Regions from separate parts of the Mus musculus genome. Here region 2 is linked to region 1. A link is a contact called in public HiChIP or PLAC-seq data. All regions are on one chromosome and are shown on one strand. Each heading gives the region's core, a stretch centred on a gene start, on an enhancer-like site or on the middle of the called end of the contact. The rest is flanking DNA. Distances are from core to core; before and after follow the strand shown. Region 1 has its middle 12 kb from the start of Dusp12. Region 2 overlaps Pcp4l1 (Purkinje cell protein 4-like 1).

Region 1 (6,158 bases), core at 1,939-4,438:
ATAATATTTTCATACATGTTTATCATTGCACTTTGCTTATATTCCTAGACCACTATTCTCCCTTGACATCTTTCCCCTCCCTGTGACTCTCTCTAAACAGTCCCTCTTCTGCTTCCATAATGGATGTGTGCATACATATATGTAACTATACACACAAATGCACATATATGCACACATATATGTATGCACATATGTATACTTTTTTCACTTCTGAGACAAAATATCTGACAGAAGTAACTTAAGAGAGGAAGAGTTTTCATTTCCTGAGACAGGGTCTCACTATGTAATCCTGGATGGTATAGGACTTGCTCTATAGCCCAGGCTGGCTTCAGATTTACACAGATGTATTTGTCTTTGTTTCCAAAGCCATTACAGGCATGCACCACCACAGCCCACAGGACCAAGGGTGTTGTCACTCAGGGTTCCTGAGAATATAGTCTGCTGTGCCTGTGCTGGGTGGCAGGAGCCAGGGAGGCAGCACTGAGTGTCCTATCCTCACTTTGCAATTGGACCAGGAAGCAGAACTCAGGCCAGAACCAGAGATGGGTATAACCTTCAAGACCTACCCTCCACTGATCCACTGCCACCTCCACGTCCTAAAGACTGTAACTGCAGCCGGGCGTGGTGGTGCACACCTTTAATCCCAGCACTCGGGAGACAGAGGCAGGCGGATTTCTGAGTTCGAGGCCAGCCTGGTCTACAAAGTGATTTCCAGGACAGCCAAGGCTACACAGAGAAACCCTGTCTCGAAAACAAAAACAAAAACAAAAAAAAGACCGTAACTGCATGTATGAGTGAATACACATCCCCCTGCATGTGAGAGAAAACATGGAACATTTCTCTCTTCTCACTGCCTTCTCTTGTTCCCCCCCATCTCCCTTTGGCCCTTTCAACCCCACCCATAGACCTCTCTGTGCTCTCATGTCATATATATGTGTGTATACATATGTGTGTATATATGTGTATATATGCATATATGTATATGTGTTTATTACACATATACATATATGCATATATTTGCATCTAAATTCTGTATATGAGGAAAATATGTGATCTCTGTCTTTCAGCGACAAGCTTCTTTTCTTAACACAATGATCTCAACTTCTATTCACTTTCCTGAGAGTGACATGCGTACAACTCCAGTGTGTCCTTACCTCACCTTTGTTCGTCACCTACTGACGGTGTGTATGCTGGCTCTCTGTCCTGGCTACTGTGGATGTGCAATGCACTCAGAGGACAAAGAAGAACACATTTGGTGCCAGGCTTGACGTTCTCTTAGCAGTTTGTGAAGAATGACATATAAAAGGGTTTGGAACCACAGAGAGGATGGACCCATAGTTGACAGACTTTCTGGGTTTTATCATTTAAAATCCTCAGAGACCGGTGGTATGGGCACAGATAGTCTTGGCTTCCTTGTTTGGTTGGGTTTTGTCGGTTTACTTTTGATAAGGACACTGAAGAACACAAGGCTTATCTGATTTCGCTTTAATCATTCAAGCAATAGATGGCAATAGATGACAGAGTCAAACTGAAGGACGCATGGCGGGGGGGGGGGTGGAAGGAACATGGCCAGTCCCCTGTGTTCTGTCTGCCTGGGAAAAGACTAGGAGAGAGTGGCCGTGTAAACCGCATTCAGCAAAACAAGACACGGAACAGAAAACATCTGCAGTGTCCCCAGTCCCGATCATCTCATGCTGTTTACCAGTCTCTTCTGGAGCTAAAACAGGAAGCGAGAGAGAGAATGACCTAAGGCTCGCTAACCCGCTTCTGCCCCGATACTTCTCAGAAGGACAGCAACACCCTGTGCTAAGTTTGCAAATGCTGGGTAGTGGTGGACAGAGATGGACGATCTGTTCAAACGTCCAAGTTGTTTCTATACAATGGGGTGCTCAACTCTGGTCAGTCACTTCTGGCCCTGGGGTTCTGTGGAGCTCAAATGTTTCCTAAAATATTGACAATGAATAGACTTCAAGGGTGGGAGATTGACATGCATTTCTGAAAAACAAAACAAAACAAAACCTCCAAAGAAATTGTTTCAGAGACATGTCTTGCTATGTGTAATAGTGAAGTCTGACCTTGAGCTTCCAGTTCAGCTTCCTAATGCTGGGATTGCAGGGGCCTGATACCATCCGAGTTTGAGTTAATAGGTGGACTTCGGGTGTGGCTGCAGCAGGATAGATGGAGATCTATTTATTCCTAATTCTCGTGGCCACTGAATATTTGGATTGCTTGGCCATTGTGATTCTTCTTATTCAACAGCTTCATTACCAAGTCCTTTCTCCCAGTGACTCCTGGTCTGGAGACCCTGCTGTCTGGTGTAGCTTGGCATTTCTTTCTCTCACTAACAAGACACGTATGGGTGAGGTAAATCTTATTACAGCCCTGTGATGGAGGTAGATAGCAGGGCAGACAGCCCAAGACCCAGACTGAGGTTTCCACCAGCTTCAAACCACACTCTTTCCAGGCAATGCTGAATCTGAGCCCACCAGTTCCGGCCACCGCCTGTCTTCCCACAAACACAGGCAAAATAACAGAAGCATCGAACCGTCATCCATTTATGGTTTGGTTCAACATTCTTATTTGGGATCTTTAGAGTATATTTCATGTGTATCTTTATGACTGTCTTAGGTCTTCCTTTTTTTTAAAAAAAAAGATTCATTTTTACTTATGTGTATGTGCCTATGTTAGTGTATGCTACACATATGTAGGTGCCTGCAGAAGTTAGAAGAGGGAGTCAGATGCCGTGAAGTTGGAGGACAGGCAGTTACCGGCCACCCAATGTGGTTGCTGTAAACTGAACTCCAGTCCTATGGAAAAGCAGTAAACACTGAGAACTCCTGAGCCATCATCTCTCCAGCCCCTGTCTGTCCTAGATCAGAAGCCCCACTAAGGACATGGCAGGCAGACATGGTGGCTTATACCTGGATTCCCAGCGCTTGGGAAGTCACAAGTTTGAGGCCAGCAGAGGCTACATAATGAGTTCTGAGGTTAGAGAAGAAGCTATGTTAAAAAAAAAAAAAACAAACCACAAAACAAACAAAAAGGGAAAAAGAAAAAGAAAACAGAAAGAACAGAACAAAATAGCAGAACTTGACATTTACTGGTACCGAACTCGATACCAGTACACCATTGGCAATTTGCTGAAAATAGAAAGAGGAACTTCACTTTGGTCTGTGATGGAGAGGTGAAGGGACAAAAGAGGGGAAATTTCTTTGCTAATTGCTCGGCAGAGAGGTGCATTTTCAACAAGTTAGTACTTACTGTTAAAGATGAAAATGAAGCAACCAAAATGTGAGAGTGTTGGGTGATGCGTGTCCTTATATGATTAGCCACATTGGATAAAATGGTGCTTTCGAAATATTCAAGCCACCTCACACTGAATGACTTGATCTCTTAGCAAAACTGCTGTTTAGTGCTTATCAAACAGCCAGGTGTCATGTTTCCATCCCTGTGACCCTAGCACTGAGGAGACTGAGGCAGTAGGACTTGGAGATCAGTTGGATCACAGTTTAACACAGCCTGTTAGTTCCCAGACAGCTAGGGTCAGCTCTGTCTCAAAAGAAATGAAGGAAAGGAGACAGAGAGGAGAGGAAGGAAGAGAGAAGCATTATCAAGATTGATAGTGTAACAATGATGCAATAAACAGATAAACAGTGTGTGTGTGTGTGTTTGTGTGTGTGTGTGTGTGTGTGTGTGTGTGTGTGTAGTTCTAAGAAGAGTGTCTTCCCCTGCCCTTAGCTGGCAGAAAGTGAGATCCCACCCAAAAACCAGCATTTCTTTCCTTGAGCTCAGAAAGTTGTTAATTCCGTTCTTTCTTTTTCCTTTCCTTTCTTTTTCTTTCTTTTTCTGGAGGGGGTGGGGATTATTTAGCAGTTTTTTTTCTTTTTTGGTTTCCTAAGACAGAGTTTCTCTGTGTAGCCTTGGCTGTCCTGGGACTCACTTCATAGACCAGGCTGGCTTTGAACTCAAGAGATCCTCCTGCCTCTGCCTCCTGAATGCTTGAGGTAACAGCCATGCCACCGCCACTACCTGGCATTATCTAGCATTTTAATGAAAGAATATTGGACAAGAGTAATTGTTAAAGTTCGATAAAAGAGAAGCTGTGGTTCAGCTCTGCACCATTCCATGTGCATACCATTGCTTAACAGGTTATGAATACCCATCATATACTGACACTTATTAGGACGTTATTTTCAAATACATCTTTTAATTACCTATTTATGGTATGGAATAAGATTGATTTATTCTTATATTTTATTATTTAAAATCATTTTTAAAATTAAATTATTTTGATCAGACTCTTCCCCTCCCCTAAATCCTTCTAGCTCCCCTCTCTCTCCCTACCTACCCAACCTTAAGTTCTTAAAAACAACAACAAAGCTGGGCGTGGTGGCGCACGCCTTTACTCCCAGCACTCGGGAGGCAGAGGCAGGCGGATTTCTGAGTTCGAGTTCCAAGACAGCCAGGGCTCTACAGAGAAACTCTGTCTCGAAAAAACAAAAACAAAAACAACAACAACAACAAAAACCCAATACAACAACCCCCCAGAAACCAAGAAAACAAAATTAGCACACACATCCAAAAGCAAAACAAAAGTCTTTGGCTAAATAAAAACATACACACACAAAAAAAAACCTGGACTCCATTGTTTGTTGGTCAACATGAGACCAGTCCTGGAGTGACTGATATATCCAGTGTCACTCCACTGTTGTTAACCTTTAACTAGCAGGTAGGTTTTCATTCATTTAAAAATGTATAACAAAATTAAATATAGTAAGATTAAAAAAATAGCTATCACATCTAAGTTGAAGGAAAGTGATATCTTGCATAAAGGTGAATGGCGCCATCTAGTGTCTAAAAGTACAAAGAGAGATGCTATTAAAATCAGCTCCAAGAAGTCAATGCCAGGCTCCGGGAGTATTCAACCTAAATATGTATATTAGCTCCATTCTTGAAGGACCTTATGTTAGACCTCACAGGCAGTCCACATATTCAGGAATGAGCTCAAACTAGATCTAGCCAGATTTTTGGTGGTTAGAAAAAAGCCAGCATTTCTCAGGAACTGTCAAACTGGTTCCCTTATGCCAGAGGAGCCATTTCCCTTACCTCAGTCAGAAGGAACTGCGGCTCCACTGACCTACACATGTGGCTGCACTCAGGATCGCTCAGTCTCTACCCACAAGTACTCACTATACATTTCAAGGTCCAGCTAGCATCCCGGCCCTTCTCAGATTTCTGCTCTTTTTGTACCCCCTGTCCCCAGCTATTCTCTAATTCTACCTCCCCCCTCCTCCAACACCTACTGCCCCCATCTCTCAACTATTCTGTCTCCTGCTATTTTCTCTTCTCTTCCAGTTGCTGAATGAATATTTTGTATTTTTTCTTTCTTATGCATAACACACCCTTCCCCTTTACCATACGATGGGGCAGCCATTCCACCAGTGTCTTTCCTGCGCCCCCTCACTTACACCTTACACTTGTTCTAAGGAGTTGTGGAAAGTCTGCTTTCAGCTGGGTGTGGCACTACACATCTGCAACCCTAGCTTGTGGAGGCAGAAGGATCAGAAGTTCAAGGTCATTGACGTCAACATATCTAGTTGGAGGCCGGAGAACAGACTCATGAAACTATGTCTCAAACAAATGAGAGGGGAGAGGAGAGAAACTCTGTAATCAGGTCTGAACAAACTAGAAAATACTAAACATGCTCTACCACTACTAAAAGGACGACTACTTTTAAAAACAGTGAGTTTTAAAACCCACACAAGGGCTGGAAAGATGGCTCAGTGTTGATTAGTTGTTGGTCTTCTAGAGCACTCAAATTTGGTTCCTAGCACCCACATTAGGCAGCTCACATGGCCCACAACTCCAGCCGTAGGGAAACTTACTCCCTCTTCTTGGAGAGCATACACACACACACACACACACACACACACACACACACACACACACACACACACACATACAGACATACACATGCACACATAAATAAATATTTGTTAAACCCATATAATAGAAAATGTTCTCTTTTGATGACTTTAAAGTGTAAGGTTCAGATTTTTAGAGCATTTCATTTTGTGAATCTGAAACTCTATACCATTCAGATAACAATTCCCAATTTCCTCCTAGCCTCGACCCTCGTGCTCTCTTTTACCCAGATT
Region 2 (5,585 bases), core at 1,644-4,143, 290 kb before region 1:
CAGTCCCTTACAGGCCGAGTTAACCTCAAGTTTGCCTCAGTCTCCCCGCCTCCACATCTTCAAAGTTTAGGTTTTGAGTCTGTTTGCAGTTGATTTCTGTAGGGTTCGAGGGGTAGTTTCAAGTGAGCTTCTTTTGTCTGCTTTTGCAAATGACCGACCGACCGACCGTCCAGTTGTTCCCGTTCTGGAAAAGAAGACACCCCTGCCCCCTGCCCCTTCCTGCCCAAGTCTCCCCTTCTGCTTTTAAGTCACATGCATTCCACCGTTTTCTCCTCTTCTTTAATATCTCTTCCTCCCCGTCAAGGTCCCCTGTCTATTTTCATCTCTCTCCTGTGCCCGCACCCCTACCCCCCACATCCAGAGTCTGCATAGAAGAGAAAACCTGCTATTTGTCTTTCTGAGCCTGGTTTATTTCTCTTCCCATAATGATCTTCTTTATTCTTTTAATATTCCTGTTCCTCAGCCCTTGGCCCCAGGTCTGCTTCTTTTCACTCTAATGGCACTTGGAAAAGGAATTTACATCAAAAGGGGAAGAGGGGGGCCAGGTAGAGAGAGAAATGGGGTCAGGAGTCATACTAGAGAGTAAAAGGACGGATTGTGTGGTTTCTAGAAGAGAGAAGGGGGCTGAGCCTGGGAGCTCAGGCCACCTACAATCTGCTCTGACTGTTGCTAAATTGTCTGGGAAGGCAAAGATGGGCAAGCGTGCGATGGTTTCCTGTGCTCTGATTTGGAGGAACTAAAAAGGGCAGATAACTTTTGGGAGGGAAATACTAGGGAAAAAGAACACAGCCCCACCTGCATCTTAAAGCCTAATGGGGGAAAGAAAGCCCTAACCCAGCAGGTCTTTGCCATCCACTTTCCCCACGGAGGGAGCGGAGAGTTTACACCCTTGAGCTGCAGAGAAAACAAGAGCATACTCATAGGAACTGGCACCCACTGCCAAGTGATGGAGCGAACACTGGAATCCATCAGGCCCAGGGGAGGGAGCAGAGGAAAGGAATACAAGAAGGTAGGCAAGGGAAGAGGTTGGGGCTCTCTAGGGAAAGTGAGATGTGATGGGTTTCACAGTTGCTAATTAGTGTTTGGTACTGCGAAGTGGAGACAATTAGTCCTGTGTGGGCAATGGCACTGCGCTGAACCCAGCTCCGAGCTCACTAGGACGGGAAGAGCAGTTCCGGATGTAGGCAAGGGAGTCGTTTGCTCTGGAAAAAGAGTGTGATGGGCTTGTGCGCGGAATTCTCCGACTCTGAAGGGCTAGGATCTGGGCGTGTGAGTGAAGACTCTGAATAGTCCCTGGGGGTCAGTTTGGTGTGTCAGGAACAATCACCCGGAAGCGAACCCCAAATCAAGGTGGTCTGGTCAACAAGCCCAGCAGGAATCTGAGTGGGGATGTGGGGTCTGGCATAAAGTAAATCCTCGAGTAGCATGTAAGCTTGCTCCATAATGAGAGGGCGGGGCCAGCTCCCTATCGTTTCCTGTATATATTGAAGAAGGTGTTTTGGATTATGAATTGAGACGCTTGAGAATCCAAATTAAGCAGAATTTGGACTCAGCTGCTTGGCTGTCGTATGGGATTCAATCATGATTCCAAAGATCTTCCTTCCTATCTAGGGACTGCTCTGCTGTATGGGGTAACTTCTATAGTCAGGTCAATCTCATTAGACCCCTCCCCTCAAGTTTATGAGTGAGCACACAAACACTTTAGTTGAAGATCTAGATATTACATAGTGTAACATTCAAGAGCCTAGACTGACTCTCTTTCTTAAAGATTTATTTATTTATTTACTTATTTATTTACTTATTTACTTATTTAATGTATGTGAGTATACTGACGCTGTCTTTAAACACACCATTACAGATGGTTGTGAGCCACCATGTGGTTGCTGGGAATTGAACTCCTCTGGAAGAGCAGCCAGTGCTCTTGCCTACTGAGCCATCTCTCCAGCCCAAGCCTGGACTCTCAAGCTAGACTGTCTTTCTGGCTTCAAGTCCTGTCCTTGTGACATTAGCATATGACCTCAGGCCAAAAAATTAACCACTGCTGACCTCGGTTCCTGGTTTGGGAAACGAGAATAGCAATACCTGTTTCATGGAGCTGTTAGAAGAAGTCAGTATTTTAGTGGTTTCAAAAGCACATACAGAAGTAACAGACCAATAATATTATCTATGTTATTATAAATAACAAGGCAAGGTAACATTACCAAGTCCTTGATTTCTATCAGTTCTCCTAGCTGGAGCCTGTAAGGAAGTGGTTCTCAACCTGTGACTCGTGACCCCTTGAGGCGGGCAGCTGAATGACATGATCAGGAAACAGATATTTACGTTATGATTCATAACAGTAGCACAATTATAGTTATGCAATAGCAACAGAAATAACTTTATGGCTGGGTCACCACAACACGAGGAACTACTGTATCAAAGGCATAGCGTTAGGAAGGTCGAGAACCACGGCTGTAAGGAGAAGGAAGGTGTTGCTGAACCATTTTATCACTGTTAGAGCTGACCTGAAAACAGCAGAATACCCAAGAGCTTTGTGGTCCACACCTGCCTAGAATGAGGGCCAAGACGAGGCTGAGAAACATGGACCTGTTGCATGGAGCGTTTGAGTTGCTGTTGCTCCTTTGGAGATAGGAGTGTTTGTAAGGGTGTTTTGTTTTTGTTCTGTTTTTTTTGTTTTTATAGAGTATTGGGTGAACTTGAAGGATGGATAGTCTGATAGCCCACAAGTACATGTACCAGACCATCATGGTTCAGCTAAAATTGATTTTCTACAAAAACAACCTAGAACATTGAGGCAGAGGACAGGGACCGGTGAGCCATTGAGTACCATACAGAGGCTAGTCCAATTGTCCCTACCCCCAACAAGTCACAAACAGCTAAATCTAGAAATGCAGTGCCCACAAGTAGCTATTTTGAGAGCTGGCTAGAAAGGATGGAGGGGGAGGGGCAGGAAGAAGACTTCCTAGCATGTTTGCACGGGTGGCGTGAGGGGGATTTCAAGGGGTGTTGTGAGCAGTGGGGACCTTACAGGACTCCTTTCTGGCCTCACCAGTGGAAACTCTTGATCTCGGGTTATGATCCTTCATAAATATAACCCAAATGGAGCTGGGAGCCCCTGGGGAGCCAGATCACAGACACTGCTCTATTCCAGGGTCAGGCCAGGCTCTGGAAAGAGGGAAGCTGGCAGGGCAGAAGGAACATGGCAGTCTGTGTGGTTCAGCTCTGACACATATTCCTGCTAAGGATTTGGCTCCAGATCAGCTGACATGAGAAGGAGCGTTGAGGAAACAGCTTAGTAGTTATTTTTCTATTGCTATGATAAAACACCTTGATCAAGGCAACTTACAGAACAAAGAGTTTACTTGAGTTTATGGTTCCAGGAGATTAGAGTCTATGAGAGCGGGTGGGGGGTGGGGGTGGGGGTGGGGGGTGGGAGGTAGGGGGGTTGGGAGGTGGGATAAGGGGCAGCAGGTGTTAGGAACTGGATGCTGAGAGCAGAGGCTGAGGGCTCACACTCTGAACCAGGAGCACAAAGTAAAGAGAGCAAACGAGAAAATGGTGTAAGTCTTTAAAGTCTCAAAATCAGCCTGCTTCTCCCAACAAGGCCACAGTTCTGGAGCCTCCCGATACAGTGCCACCAGCTGGGGACTGTTGAATGAGAGTATCCCCCAGAGGCTCTTGTGTTTGAATACTTGGTTCTGAGTTGGTGGAACTGTTTGGAAAGGACTAGGAATGTGGCTTCGAAGAGGTTTGTGACTGGGGACAGCTTTGAGGTTTCAAAACTTAGCCATTCCTAATGTCTGCCTTCTGCTTGTGATTTGGTCTGAGATGTGAGCCCTCAGCTGTTCCTGGCGCCATGGCTTCACTCAACCATCATAAACCCTCACCCTCTGGAACCATGAGCCCTGTTAAATGCTTTCTTTGATAACTTGCCTTGGTCACGGTGTCTCATCACAGCAACAACAAAAAAAACCAAAGTAATACAGTGTGTTAGTGTTTCTACTGAGTGATTAAAAAGAAAAATCCACACTGCTGAGTTGCCCACAGGCTAATCTGTTGAGGACATTTTCTCAATTGATGTTTCTCCTTTTAAAAGGTCTCTCCTTTATGTCAAGTTGACATAAAACTAGCCAACACACACAGGGCTAAAGCATTTGAATACCCAACACTAGAGGGAACATTTCATATTAAAAACATCACAAAACTCCCTTGGGGAGATATTTAGTATAGGAGTCAATTTTTTTTTCAAAAGGGAGGAGCTGGGATGTGTTTGATGGGTTAAAGCAATGAGCTTGGAGTAGGAAGGACAGAGGGGTAATGGTTAAAGCCAGGGTAACAGTTTGAGATGTGTTGGCCAATAGAGAAAATAACGTTTGAAGTTCGAGACCATGGCACTATTGAACTTGCCATGACTGTCATGTCTGGACTCTTGGCTGTCCTCTCTCACTGCACATGCTCCGTGTTGTGCTTTTGCAGTGTGAACAAACTTTTTAGGATGACAGTATGGCAGTGAAAGGTGTTACCTACTAGATCACTATACTTTCGTGTGCAGAAAATAAAGTAAGAATTAATTAACTCAAAAGATCAACGAGAAAAAGAATAATGACTGTGGGTCAGTCATTCTGGAGTTTCAAAAATAATCCCTCCTCCGCAGAAGCTCTGCCGGTCTACCAGAGCCCAGCAGGGCTTCCCTGGGGTTTCAGAATCTTGTTTGGTGGGGTTTCAAATCTTTCCCGAGCTCCCCAGCTCTGTAGAATTCTAAGGCTGGCTTAGAATTTGTCATCCTCATGCGGTAGCCTCCCAGATGTTGGGATTATACATTTGTGTCCCCATATCCAGCCTCAGATGCTACAATTTTTAAAAAAGATTTATTGATTATATGTAAGTATACTGTAGCTGTCTTTAGACACTCCAGAAGAGGTCGTCAGATCTCATTACGGATGATTGTGAGCCACCATGTGGTTGCTGGGATTTGAACTCTGGACCTTTAGAAGACCAGTCGGGTGCTCTTACCCACTGAGCCATCTCACCAGCCCGATGCTACAATTTTAATTAATGTTTTATTCACTATGTGTATGTGTACACGCTCCGATGGGTATAGGTTTACCCCTGTGTATGGGTGTGTGGGTGTGCCTGTGTATGGAGGCTACAGACTAATCTTGAGTGCTCTTGTGTGGGTGCTGTCAGGGTCTCTCACTGGCCTCAAGCACACCAATAGGCTATACTGGCTGATGAGAGAGGCCCAGAGATCTACCTATTTCTGTCTCCTGCTGTGTTAGAATTACCTTGTTTCTTTATGTGTTTTTGGGGGGACTGGACTCAACTTTTCAAGCCTACACAGCAAGCACTTTGTAAACTAAACTATCTCTCCAGCCCTAGCCTCAGATTTAAAAAATATGTATGATAGTTAAACACATGCTATCTTTAAAAAATAATGGACTCTATCAAGTGACTTAGGATATCTATTGCCATGAAGAGACACCATGACCATGGCAACTCTTATAAGAGAAAGCATTTAATTGGGGGCTATGTGGTTTGAATATGCTTGGCTATTAGGAGGTGTGGCTTTGTTGGAATAGATGTGG

The links. HiChIP or PLAC-seq counts read pairs in DNA pulled down with a chosen protein or histone mark.
Region 2: a contact with region 1 is called in an H3K27ac HiChIP or PLAC-seq map of the HPC-7 cell line, with 6 times the contacts expected there. The contact joins two enhancer-like sites. A contact is called at or near these places in 1 of 39 promoter capture datasets (the C10 cell line), 1 of 15 datasets of contacts at CTCF or cohesin (large pre-B cells), 1 of 115 datasets of contacts at active chromatin or transcription factors (the HPC-7 cell line) and 2 of 9 other capture datasets (adipose tissue and liver).

The regions. Positions count from the first base shown.
Region 1 is chr1:170,894,156-170,900,313 of GRCm38.p6, reverse strand. No RefSeq gene overlaps it. Among named protein-coding and RNA genes, the nearest start is that of Dusp12, 12 kb to the right of the region's middle. Within about 2 kb of position 3,188, at least 48 of the 459 cell types and tissues checked have an H3K27ac peak or open chromatin away from gene starts, as enhancers often do. A contact at or near this core is called in the HPC-7 cell line and adipose tissue, where this site is marked.
Region 2 is chr1:171,181,264-171,186,848 of GRCm38.p6, reverse strand. All of the region lies in intron 1 of Pcp4l1 (Purkinje cell protein 4-like 1), which reads left to right. Among named protein-coding and RNA genes, the nearest start is that of Pcp4l1, 12 kb to the left of the region's middle. Within about 2 kb of position 2,893, at least 85 of the 459 cell types and tissues checked have an H3K27ac peak or open chromatin away from gene starts, as enhancers often do. A contact at or near this core is called in the HPC-7 cell line and adipose tissue, where this site is marked.